Regions from separate parts of the Pan troglodytes genome. Here region 1 is linked to region 2. A link is a contact called in public Hi-C data. All regions are on one chromosome and are shown on one strand. Each heading gives the region's core, a stretch centred on a gene start, on an enhancer-like site or on the middle of the called end of the contact. The rest is flanking DNA. Distances are from core to core; before and after follow the strand shown.

Evidence for each region. Hi-C and Micro-C count contacts between places; a contact is called where the count stands out from the background.
Region 1: a contact with region 2 is called in a Hi-C map of stem cell-derived neural progenitor cells, with 1.9 times the contacts expected there. The contact joins two enhancer-like sites. A contact is called at or near these places in 1 of 7 Hi-C or Micro-C datasets (stem cell-derived neural progenitor cells) and 1 of 1 datasets of contacts at active chromatin or transcription factors (stem cell-derived excitatory neurons).

What each region holds. Positions count from the first base shown.
Region 1 is chr10:11,454,198-11,459,755 of NHGRI_mPanTro3-v2.0_pri, forward strand. It overlaps CCND2 (cyclin D2), which reads left to right. Exons shown (of 5, transcript XM_001156857.7): 4 at 2,464-2,612. Among named protein-coding and RNA genes, the nearest start is that of CCND2, 17 kb to the left of the region's middle. Within about 2 kb of position 3,009, at least 6 of the 24 cell types and tissues checked have an H3K27ac peak or open chromatin away from gene starts, as enhancers often do. A contact at or near this core is called in stem cell-derived neural progenitor cells, where this site is marked.
Region 2 is chr10:11,195,540-11,201,266 of NHGRI_mPanTro3-v2.0_pri, forward strand. The region is part of intron 2 of LOC104001414 (a long non-coding RNA gene); the gene reads left to right. Among named protein-coding and RNA genes, the nearest start is that of PARP11, 150 kb to the left of the region's middle. Within about 2 kb of position 4,147, at least 12 of the 24 cell types and tissues checked have an H3K27ac peak or open chromatin away from gene starts, as enhancers often do. A contact at or near this core is called in stem cell-derived neural progenitor cells, where this site is marked.

The sequences.
Region 1 (5,558 bases), core at 1,759-4,258, 260 kb after region 2:
CGTCTGGACCTAGCTGGAGGGCTGATGTTGCCTCAGTATTTGACTAACCTGGAGGAGAGGTGGGGCACGCTCAGGGATACCGAGGAAGATGCTCGTCTCCTGTGTAGCGGGCAACAGAGGGCAGCACGGCCGCCGTCCTCGTCTCCAGCGGCTCCTCTCCTCTGGCTGTGGGAACACACTGCTCCTTTGGTGCCACTCTGAGCTGCTGAGAGGCAGTCAAGTTCATGCACCTAGTGCTCCCCAATTCTGTGGGATTGGACAGTGTCCCCAAGAGGACTCCCCTGAAAATCTTCTTAGTAAAACAAAAAGGGAGGTAGAGTCTCCCTGTGCAACCGGTGCACCTGTTCCCCCTATGCCTGCTGGCTTCCAGAAGTTCATTCGTATGCCAATAATAAGAGTTGGTTTTGCTAGCAGTGGGACAGCAGAGATGGGCATGTGTGAGGTGTGCTTCCCGGTCTGAGGCCTATGGCAGAGGGAAGGGAGGGCCGGGGATACTTGCCTGCCTCTTCCCTGGCAGATGCTCCCACCCAGGCCTTTGTGGGCCCAGGGCCATGGGCCGGCTGCCCCGCTTGTGTTATGAATGTCACAGGGGGGAGCTAACGAGGTTATTGGGCAGAGAAACACTCTCCTGTGACCCATGTGGAAGAGACCTACAGCAGAGCAAGAGGCAGGGAGGCTGGCTTTGTCACACTGTTCGTGGTGACAGGGAAGGCATAGGAGGGGCAGGTGGACAGCAGGCATGGGCGCAGCACCGTTATATACGTCCCTCAAGAGGTGGAGATGGTGAGAGGGCAATGGAGAAAAAGCCAAGGAGACAGGCAGATGGCCAGGTTTGCTCTGCGTTCATGATGGGAGGGGAGGGCTGTGCTTGGCTCAGGGATCCACGGTGTCTAACAATGCTGCTAACTTGATGCTGGGGCAATGGGCTGACCATTAAAATGCTGCTGCAGAAAGTGTGTTTGTAATAGAGCGTGTACAGGAAGAAGGGGAAATAGGAGAGGGGCTGGTTTTTGTAGGTTTAACCTGATTGTTTTTGCTGTAAGTTGAAGGGAGACCCACGTTTCCCTGTATGCTGTGTCTCCTGCCCCCACGTGCCCCTTCCATGTCTACACACAGTAAGCTCACTAGAGCAATGCTAAAACTAGAAAGAGTACGCTTTGGAAGACTTGCTGCACTCCAGGACCGTCACTAGGGTGATGGCTGCAACTATACCCACCCTAATGTCTGTCAACACGAGCAGGGGCAACTTAAACTCTCAAAAGTCTCAGGGTTCTCACCCATACCATTAGGGTGACGCTCGTGTGCATCTTCTGTGGCTGATGGGTAAATTAAACAGGACGTAATGTGTAGCGTACTGCATATGGTGGTCATTGGTAGCTGTCAGCAGCTGTAACAGGAGAAGTTGGCTGTCTTTATTTCCCCTCGATGGACCAAGCAGCTGCTGGATCATGGCCACCCAGCCCCTCTGAAGGAGTGCTCGGAGGAACACAAGGGGGCTGATCTTCCAAGAGGAGCCCTCTAGCATGGCAGTGGACGGGGTTCAAGCCCCTCTGATTTATTATCCTCATTCTGCACTTCCCTGTAGCAAGTCACATTTTTTTCTCTTAGCAATAAAATGGGGCCTTCAGTCTCATGAGTCATAACATCGAAACCGAGTCACCCATCTGATTCGGATGCAATGATTAATCTTCGGTGCTTAGTTAGAGCCCTATGTTAGGGTTAGAATCCTCTGCCCTAATGTTCTGAAGGTTCTTGCTGTTGGGCCAGAGGTTGGGAACTGGGTGGAACTCAGCCCCCACTCGCCCACTCCCTGCATTGCTGCTTCTCTCATTTCCTTTTTTAAATCAAATCTTTTTTTTTTTTTTTTTTTGGGTGGGGGTCATATTAATCCTCGATGCCTGTCCAGAGACTATGACAAGATCCCATCTGAATTAGCATAACGTATGCATAGATTTTGCCCGTTTCTCCCACCTCCTTGTACTTTCCCTCCTTCTCACATCTGGAGCCCCTGGTCTGTCCTGCTTGCATGGCCCATGGGGTACCTTGTCTGCACTGGTCTCAGGCATTCTCTGCTCTGTTCCCACCATCACCTCTAGAGGAGACCATGATTCGCTCACCTTGCTCCCCCCACCAGGGTCAAGAATGTTAACTCGGACATGCTTAATATGACTGGGATTTGGGGATTGGGGACCTTGAATCCTCTGTGCATTCATTGTGTGCGCTTAGATAAGCTGTCTTCCTTCCCTGCCTCAGTCTCCTTCGTTTAAATCTGGAACAGCCATGGTGATGGCAAATAAACACAGGCTCCTTGTGAAAGAACTCGAGGGAGGACATGCCTGTAGGGCACGGGGTCACTCGCGCCGCTGACCTGCTGCCGTCCTGTTTCTGAGTCTCTGCAGTCTCGGGAGCTCCAGGATCCAAATTCGTTCTGTGCCCTGACCTTCTGCCTCTCATTCCTTGCAGACTTTAAGTTTGCCATGTACCCACCGTCGATGATCGCAACTGGAAGTGTGGGAGCAGCCATCTGTGGGCTCCAGCAGGATGAGGAAGTGAGCTCGCTCACTTGTGATGCCCTGACTGAGCTGCTGGCTAAGATCACCAACACAGACGTGGTAGGTGGCCACCACCTTCTTGGCTAAGTCCAGATGTCTCTTCTCAGCTCAGGGAAGGAGACGACGGATTTGATTATGTTGTGTCAGAGGTATTTTTCTGGTTTGTTTCCTAAGATCGACATCCAAGGGAGTGCAGAGTTCAGCAGGTGACACCCCCTCTTAAGGTTCTGAAAAGCTGTGCACGGGAAAATACGAAAGAAAACTCAGCAAGCAGATGAAGGGGGTGGGGGTGGGAGGGCTGTTTACCGATGTTCCTTTATGGCGTGGGCTTCTCAGTGGGTCTGAATTGTTGCTTCATTGCCATATTTGTACACGCTGCCGGGCTGCCTCTGCCCGGCAGCGAAGAGCTGCCGTGTCTGCTTTCACACGCTGAGGCTGTAAGGCGCACAGAGGAGAAAGGAGAGCCAGGACTCAGCTGCAGTGGATGGAGCAGACACACAAGAGGTGCCCCACTGTGAGAACGGTGTCCGTCCCTGGCAAACCTCTCGACCCCTCCCCGCTCTCTCTTCCCTTTTGTTCAATGCAGTAATGGATTACAAAGTGCTTTCAAAAGACAAAGTGCCATACAAACTCAAGAAACTATTATTAGCTACGGAGCTTCCCCATTCTGTGTGCCCTGTGGACGGCCCAGAGGCTGTTAACTTCCTGTTGCCAGAATTTGGAGCTCCTGAGAAGAAAGGTTTTGAGAGAGACCAGGGTCAAGTGAGCCTCTGAATTCAATCAGTAGGAAGCTGCAGTCCTAGCCCGTCCGAGCCAGGATGGTGCTAAGAGGTCAGAGAGGCCATTCCTTCATTTTCCACGGGCAGGACAGGGACCGAAGTAACCAGCCAGGAGCGGGGTGGGCAGTGGCTGAGCTGGGGCTAGAACCCCCAGGCTCCGACTGCCCCCTGGAAACTTTCCACTCCACCCTTGTTGCCGCTCCTGGGATCTTTTGGTTTGAAAAAAAACCCTGGGGTTTAAAGTCAACCCGAGAGAGGGGTGTTGGCCCTGAGCCCTCATGCATCACCATGGAGAGGCTGAAGAATGCTGGGCACTTCACGATGACACCCTCTGGATGGTCCAGGGGGATTCAGATGCCCTCTGCGGGCTTTTATTGAGTTAAGGGATCATGTGATTTATAGGCCTATGGCTGAGGCCTGCACAAGGGATACTGAACAGATTAAACTACAGAGAGCCCACGGCTGCGGCTCGCTGGCCTCCTCTCCCGCTCACCTGGATTTTTCCTGGCATTTGTTCCCAGCTCAGAGAAATGGCGCAGGGAGATGCTGACAGAGCAAATCCGGGGTCCTCCTCTGAGATAGTTCGTAGATATGGTTTTAAAATGCGGGCTCCAAACATACGCTTTTTAAACGAGGACTCCAGAACACAGACTGAAAAGCTCCCTCCAGTGCAGCATGAAGAATGCTTTTCTAATCCTCCAGAGAAAAATCGTGGACGGGACTTAACGTTTATAGAAATGGTACGCTTTCCTCCTTTTCTGAATGTCTCCAATTAAGGCTGACTTACAAATAGGACTCTCAGCCAGTTTAAGACAAGCCCTTCCTCAATGCCTGGAGACAAAAATGTCAGTGACAGGAGTTTGAGCGGCCACCCCCCTCCTCCTGCCTCCAGGCATTGTAACCTTTTCCCCCGATGTTGATAGACCTGCTCTGATGGGCTGACCACCCTACCGGCTCCAGCCTTTTCCCACCTCCCTTTGTCCCCCCTTACTGATCTCACGTGGACAGTGGTGTAAATTTCCCTCCTGGGAGTTGCTGCTAAGTCTCTTGGCTTTTCAAGACCGCAGACAAGTCAGTCTGTCATCTCATCTGGAGAAACTGTTTGCCTTTTTCTGATACTACGTAGCCAGTCCATTTAAGTCAGCTGGCCAACTCTGTTAAACGGATATGAAGTGGACACGAAGCTGGTTTAGGGGTGTCCTCCTATAAATCCTAACTGTTGGTCAAGTTGGTATCTCATTTCTATAATGGGCACACACCGTGTTTCTTAACTGGGGCTGCCTGTGTATGCCTCATTCACACCAGTGGGCCTGGGTTGAACATGTTCATATTTAAAAACCAAGAGTGAACGCAGTGAAATGTAAAGTTCATAACACTTTTTCAAATACAAATCTGAGACCTCAGGAAGTTCCAGGCTTACCTCTGGCACCCCAGAGGCTGGTTCGCTCTCCCTGAAAATGTTTTTAGTGGAAAGGTTCAAGCAGCTCTGGGCTAGGCTGTGTGTGTGTGTGTGTGTGTGTGTTTATGCACCTTTCCAAGTGCTAAACCTCCTCCCATCCATCAGCCTGTGTTCTCTGAAAAGCTGACGCTCAGAGGGGAGAAAAATAAAAGGACTAGAATTTAGAACACATTAGTGTTTGGAGGGAGGTGAGTTGTGCTTCCTGAGCTCTGTTTACCATTTCACGAGTCAAGAAGTGGTGTATTTCCTTCATTCGTTTCTGGAAGTCTTTACTGAAGGCCCAGTTGTTGCTAGAAGTTGGGGTGGATGGTGGCATCTGGGAAATAGAGGATGAGATTCCTGCCTTCAAGGAACTTAGCAGTTGTATGATGAAGCAAGAGTAAAGCGTGCAAAACCCTAGCAAATTAAGAACGTAAACAAAGGTGTGCTAAATAATGTGTTAAGAACCCTAAATGCAGTAGGAAATCAACCCAAAAGAAGGAGCTCATCAAGCCTAACGTAGAATGCCGGCCTCCCAGCAGAGAAAACTTGGTGATAGAAACTGTTCTTAGAGTAGAGAAACAAAATGTATGGGCACGCAATGGAATATTATTCAACCTTAAAAAGAAATGCAATTCCGATCCATGTTATAACATGGGCGAACCTTGAAAATACTATGTTAAGTGAAACGAGTCAGACACAAAAAGACAAATACTATATGATTCAATTTATACCAGGTACCTGGAATAGTCAAATTCGTAGAGACAGAAAGTAGAATAGAGGTTCCCA
Region 2 (5,727 bases), core at 2,897-5,396:
ATCCTTTCCGCCAAGCTCTCTTGGGACCAAGGACTGCCAGGGGCCATAGGAGGCAGGCCAGGAGACCAGGGACTTTTCCCTGGTGTGAAGCTAACTGTCCCTCAGCCAGCACAGTGGGGAGTCACTGTGACTCCTACTGTGGAGAGCCAGCCAGACTGGATTCATGGCTCAGAGGTACCCACAGCACTCCCTTTTTAGGTGGAGACACCCTCCCTCAGAGTTCAGTAGAGGAGTTCAATGAAAAAACTGGATTTTGTAAGGGTGGGCAGCTTTGCAAAATATTGAGAAGCACACATTTCTCAGTTATACAAGGCTCATTTCCCACATGGGTGACCTGAAGGAGCAGGTGATGCATCCCCGCTGCACCACAGCCTGAGGCAGCCACATGGGTGGGGGTGTGTGTGTGCACGCGTGGGTGTGTGTTTGTACCAGGAAACTGAAAGTGAAACAGGCCAGTGACATTTCCAGGGCTCACATGGAACAATATGCAGGAGGGGGGCAAGATTGGCCCAGGGCCTGCAAGCAGTGATGGACAGGACTGAAATGAAATGGGGCCTCACGCTGGCCACACCCTCCCCACCAGCTTTGCCCAGAGTCCACACTGCAGGCTTTGCCCACAGAGTCCATACTGTAGGCTCTGAACCTCCACTGTGGAACCACATGGGGAGCCACAGGGACCAAGAGCAATCCCTCCCCTGGAGCCAGTCCCATGGAAAAGCCAGGACATGCTCCAAAAGATGGCCCAAGGCGGTAAGGACAGAGATGGTGGGTTGAGTCACAGGAAGGGAGAGAAGGCAGGAAGATACAGACATATGTAGGAGACCTACAGTTCAGTGGATCCGCATCCACGTCCACTCTGCCAGTATTCCAGAATGAAGGAGAGCAAGCACAGCAAGCACAGACCAGGCCAAGCGTTGGTAGACTTGGAACAAGCTGGAGTTTACAATGTGGTATGCACATTTTACTGGGAGAAAATGTGTCAGGGATGAGAAAACTGAGCTTTGAAGACAGTTCAGTATGGATGAATTCTCTTCAATCTGATGACTTGCTCTTCCCCACTATCATCACTATAATCCAGTTTTCCACCACCTCTGATCTCTGAACTTGTCTTCTCACTTCCACTCTTCCTCACCCTCTCCCCACCTCACTTAATTCATGCCCCATGCCTCAGCTAATGATATTTCTAGAGTAAAAACTAGAACTTGAAATCCTCATCTTAAAACCTTCCAGTGGTTTCCCATTGCTCTTTGGAACTATACCAAAGTCCTCATGTTCTCCGGAGCTCTGCATGATTGGTTTGCCTCCTCTTTTCCTTTCCTCCTGTCTCTCTCCGGCGTGGGTGGCTTTCTCTGGTTCCTTGAATGCAGGATCCCTCCTGCCACAAGGCTTTAGCACACGAATGCACTCACCCATCACTCAGTTCAGTGCATGATTATGTGTGAATGTGTGATTGCTAGATTGGTGGTTGTTTAATTGGGTGGACTGATGGTTACACCAGCCTTTTCCTTATTGGAGAGTAAGATTTTTGAGGACAGCAACCACAAGTTTTGTTCCCATTATAGTCCCAGTACTGGAAAGGTGCCTAGTGCACAGCAGATGACCAGTAAATATTTGCTGAATAAGTGAGGGAATTCTTCACTTCATACATTCTTCACTGCTAGAAAGCATTCAGACCAGATGAGGAGCATAAGGCTTGGAAGGACAGTGACTTGCTAGAGGGGCAAGAGGGAATGGGAGGGAATACCTAGGACCCGTAGGGGTGAGGGCAGGCCAGCTTCTGAATCACAGCTGAGGGGATAATACCTAGAAAAGTTTCTTGCCATGCGTAAAGCTTCCCTGCCTTAGCATCTTCCTTTAGAGATAACTATGACTGGCACCCAGATCACATTGGTAATTCAAAGAAACAGCAGTATAAATTTTATTTATTTATTTATTTATTTAGAGGGAGTTTTGCTCTTGTTGCCCAGGCTGGAGTGCAGTGGCATGATCTTGGCTCACCGCAGCCTCTGCCTAACAGGTTCAAGCGATTCTCCTGCCTCAACCTCCTGAGTAGCTGAGATTACAGGAATGCGCCACCACGCCTGGCTAATTTTGTATTTTTAGTAGAGACGGTGTTTCTTCATGTTGGTCAGGCTGGTCTCAAACTCCCGACCTCAGGTGATCTGCCCGTCTCGGCCTCCCAAAGTGCTGGGATTACAGGCCTAAGCCACTGTGCCCCACCTAACAGCAGTATACATTTTAAAAGAAATTTATTTTTTGACCAAGTTTTGGGATGCATTTTTTAGTCCAATAAAAAATACAGGCAGCTGGGCATGGTGGCTCACACCTGTAATCCCAGCACTGTGGGAGGCTGAGGCGGGGGGATCACTTGAGCCTAGGAGTTCGAGATCAGCCTGGGCAATATGGCGAAACCTTGTGTCTAGAAAAAAATACAAAAATTAGCCAAGTGTGGTGGGGTGCACCTGTAGTCCCAGCTACTCGGGAGGCTGAGGTGGGAGGATCACTTGAGTCCAGGGAGCTCAAGGCTGCAGTGAGCCATGATTGTGACCACCACTCCAGCCTGGGCAACAGTGAGACCCTGTCTCAAAAAAAAAAAAAAAAAAAAGGATGTGTGCATATACACATATTTACACACATATGGTAGGTATACATCTATATATACATGTATCTGGTAGGCTAAGCCTACCACATATCAGAACAGACACCAAAATAAACAAAATATCAGAAAAGATGAGCAAAATTTTTAACTAAATGGACACTTTGGATACTGCTCCATGGTAGAAAAGGCTGTACTGTGTAGCTAGTGTTCTGTAGATTCTGGAAAGGAAATCTCTTGTTTACGATTGTGCTGCTTAGCTTATAATAGATACACCATAAATATTTGTTGAATGAATAAAGGAATGGAACTTTCATTGGTATGGAAAGAGTCCTGAAGGGCAGGGGCAAAACCACAGCATCTAAAGTGCGAAAGCCATCTGTTCTAGCAATTTATTTGCTATTTCTTGGAAAGCCTATTATTTTATAATCCAATTTCCTGACAGAAGTAGAAGCCCATAGGTTCTAACACCTTTGGCTATTTGAACCTAGGTAAGTTATCTAACCTGTCTCAACTTCCACCGCCTTATCTGTTAAATAGGTATGATAATTCTTTACTTACCTGGGGATAATTTAACTGTTCTGATGGGGTACAAAATAGAAGTGGCCTCTGTCTTTTCTAGTGGAAGAGATAGTAAGCAAATAAAATTAGAAAATTACAGCTTTGAATATAGGCATGATGGAAAACCGCAGGGTGTCACGTGGGAGTAGCAGTGGGACCTCATTCAGATTGGGGCACAGGGAAGGCTTCACTAGTAAAGTGCCATTTATGCGGAGACCTGAAGGGTGAGTTAGGAATTGGCCAAGAGATAGTGAAGGAAACAGCATGCGCAAAGGCCTGAGGCAGGAAAAAGCTGGGGGAGAGAGGCAGTAATTTCAAGCAGCCCAGAAAGACCGCTGGGATAAAGCTGGATGGAGAGGGACAGAGACACTCAGAGGTTCTAAGGTGGGGGAATGACATGATGCCCTTTACATGTTGAGAAAAGCACTTGGGCCGCTGCGTGGAAAATTGTTTGGGGCTGAAGTATAAGAACTGGATCTCGGTTCTTACAAGAACCTGAATCTTAGCGCCAAGGAGTCTAATGATCCTGCTCAAACCTCTCATTTGAAACACGAGAAAAAAACCCAAAACACAAGAACTACAGTTGTGAGAAGCCTTGGCCAGGATCGCACGTTAATCTGGTTGTAATGTAGCTGCGAACTAGGGTCTTTGACTGCTCTTCCGCGATTTATGAGCCCGTGCCCCCCTCCCCCCGCTGCCTTCTGCAATGGTGGGGTGGCCAGGAGATGACTGCCGGGCGTCGGAGTTTTGAGGCAGGCGAGGGTGGCTCGCAGGCCAGGCTCCTGCGGTCCGGGGAAGATGCGCAGCAATGCGCCTCCAAGCCGGGCCTAGGCCGAGCGCCTCTCGCCGCCGCGCACATTCCGGAGAGGGACCGCGGGGCTCAAAGGGCCTGCGGCGTAGGTGGCTCATCCCTTTCCTTGGCTTTCCCTCCAGGGCCATACTGGCCGAAACCCACTGCCTGAGCCTCCCGCCCGCGCGCCGCGCCCCCGCCCAGGGCCGGGAAACGAGCAGGGACAACTCCCCGCCCGCGCCTCCCCGCGCCCGGCGGCCCGGCTAGCAACCCAGAGGCGCGGCGCTGCGATTGGCTGCGCGGGGGAGAAGCGGCGCTGCGCTGCTCCAATCGCCGGCCGCGCCTGGAGGCCGCGCCGCCAGGAGGCCGCGGACGCGTGCTCGCATGCCTGTGGTATTTGCTCAGAGGGGCATGACCACTTCGGGCAAGTCTTTAAATGTGAGTCAGCTTTCGGCCGATCCCTGGGAAAAATTCCTTCGGTGTTGTCAGGCAGGGTTCGCTAGCTGCAGCTTTTTTTTTTTTTTTTTTTAAACAATTCAAAAGGAATAATCCCGCTGAATGGGGAAAGGCATTCGGACCCCGTCTCCCCGGAGGAGAGGCCGTGGGCAGTGCCGGGGGCCAGGCCTCCCCGACTCCGGGCGGCCCCGAGGGGCTGGTTTTCTGGAGGGTCAGGGCACCTGCCCTTTCTTCCCTGCGCCCTCTCCCCAACTTCAGCAGGGCACAAAGGGCCGGGGGGCACGTAGACCGCGGGGCGAGCAGTGCCCCCTGGAGTTGTGCGCCACATCTACCCGTCGTGGGGAATGCCCGGTCCCGGCCTCCCTTTCTCCCCTCTCTCCGCGCTTCTGCTCCTGGACCCGGCCTGGGGAAGCCGAGCGGTCCTATGTCATCTCTCCACCTCCCTAAGCTTCAGTTTCCTCATGGGCGAAGGGAAAGGCGGACAGTAGAGGAAGTGAGCTGGCCTGGGAGTGTGGAAACTTGGTGTGTTCTCCCAGCTTAGTCTTACTAACGTGCTTGGGCAAGCCCCTTCTGCACTCCCGGCCTCAGTTTCCCCATCTGTAAGATGAGAGAGCCGGTCTGGAAGAGTCCATGAGTGTAGTGACATCAGGCGATCGCGGTACCCCTTCCTGGGGCCTGTGGGCGCGGGGTGGATAAAGCCCTGTGACTTGCCCGCCTGCTCGCGCAACTCCATGCTGCTCCCCCAGGCCACCCAGCTTCCCCTCCCAACGTCATCTTAGAGACGCTCAGTAGGCAGGATTGGGAGCATCAAGGGGAAAGAAGACCAAAAAAGGCCGAGGGCTGAGGGAAGTGAGTTGGGACTGGAGGGATTTATGTGCAATTTGATTTTAAACGAACATCTTGTGCAGAAGAAGAGGCAATTTGGCACCTGTTACTGGTGGGTTAATAGCTTAGGCACTCTTGGTAATGGGGATACAATACTGTGAAGACCAGATTAGCCGACTGTGGCAGCAAATTATGAGTTGACCGGAGGCTGGGTGCGGTGACTCATTCCTGTAATCCCAGCACTTTGGGAGGCCGAGGTGGGTGGATCACCTGAGGTCAGGAGTTCGAGACCAGCTTGGCCAACATGGTGAAACCCCGTCTCTATTAAAAATACGAAACATTAGCCGGGCGTGGTGGCAACTGCCTGTAATCCCAGCTACTCGGAAGGCTGAGGCAGGAGAATCGTTTGAACCTGGGAGGCGGAGGTTGCAGTGAGCCGAGGTTGCACCATTGCACTCCAACATGGGCAACAAGAGTGAGACTCCGTCTAAAAAAAAAA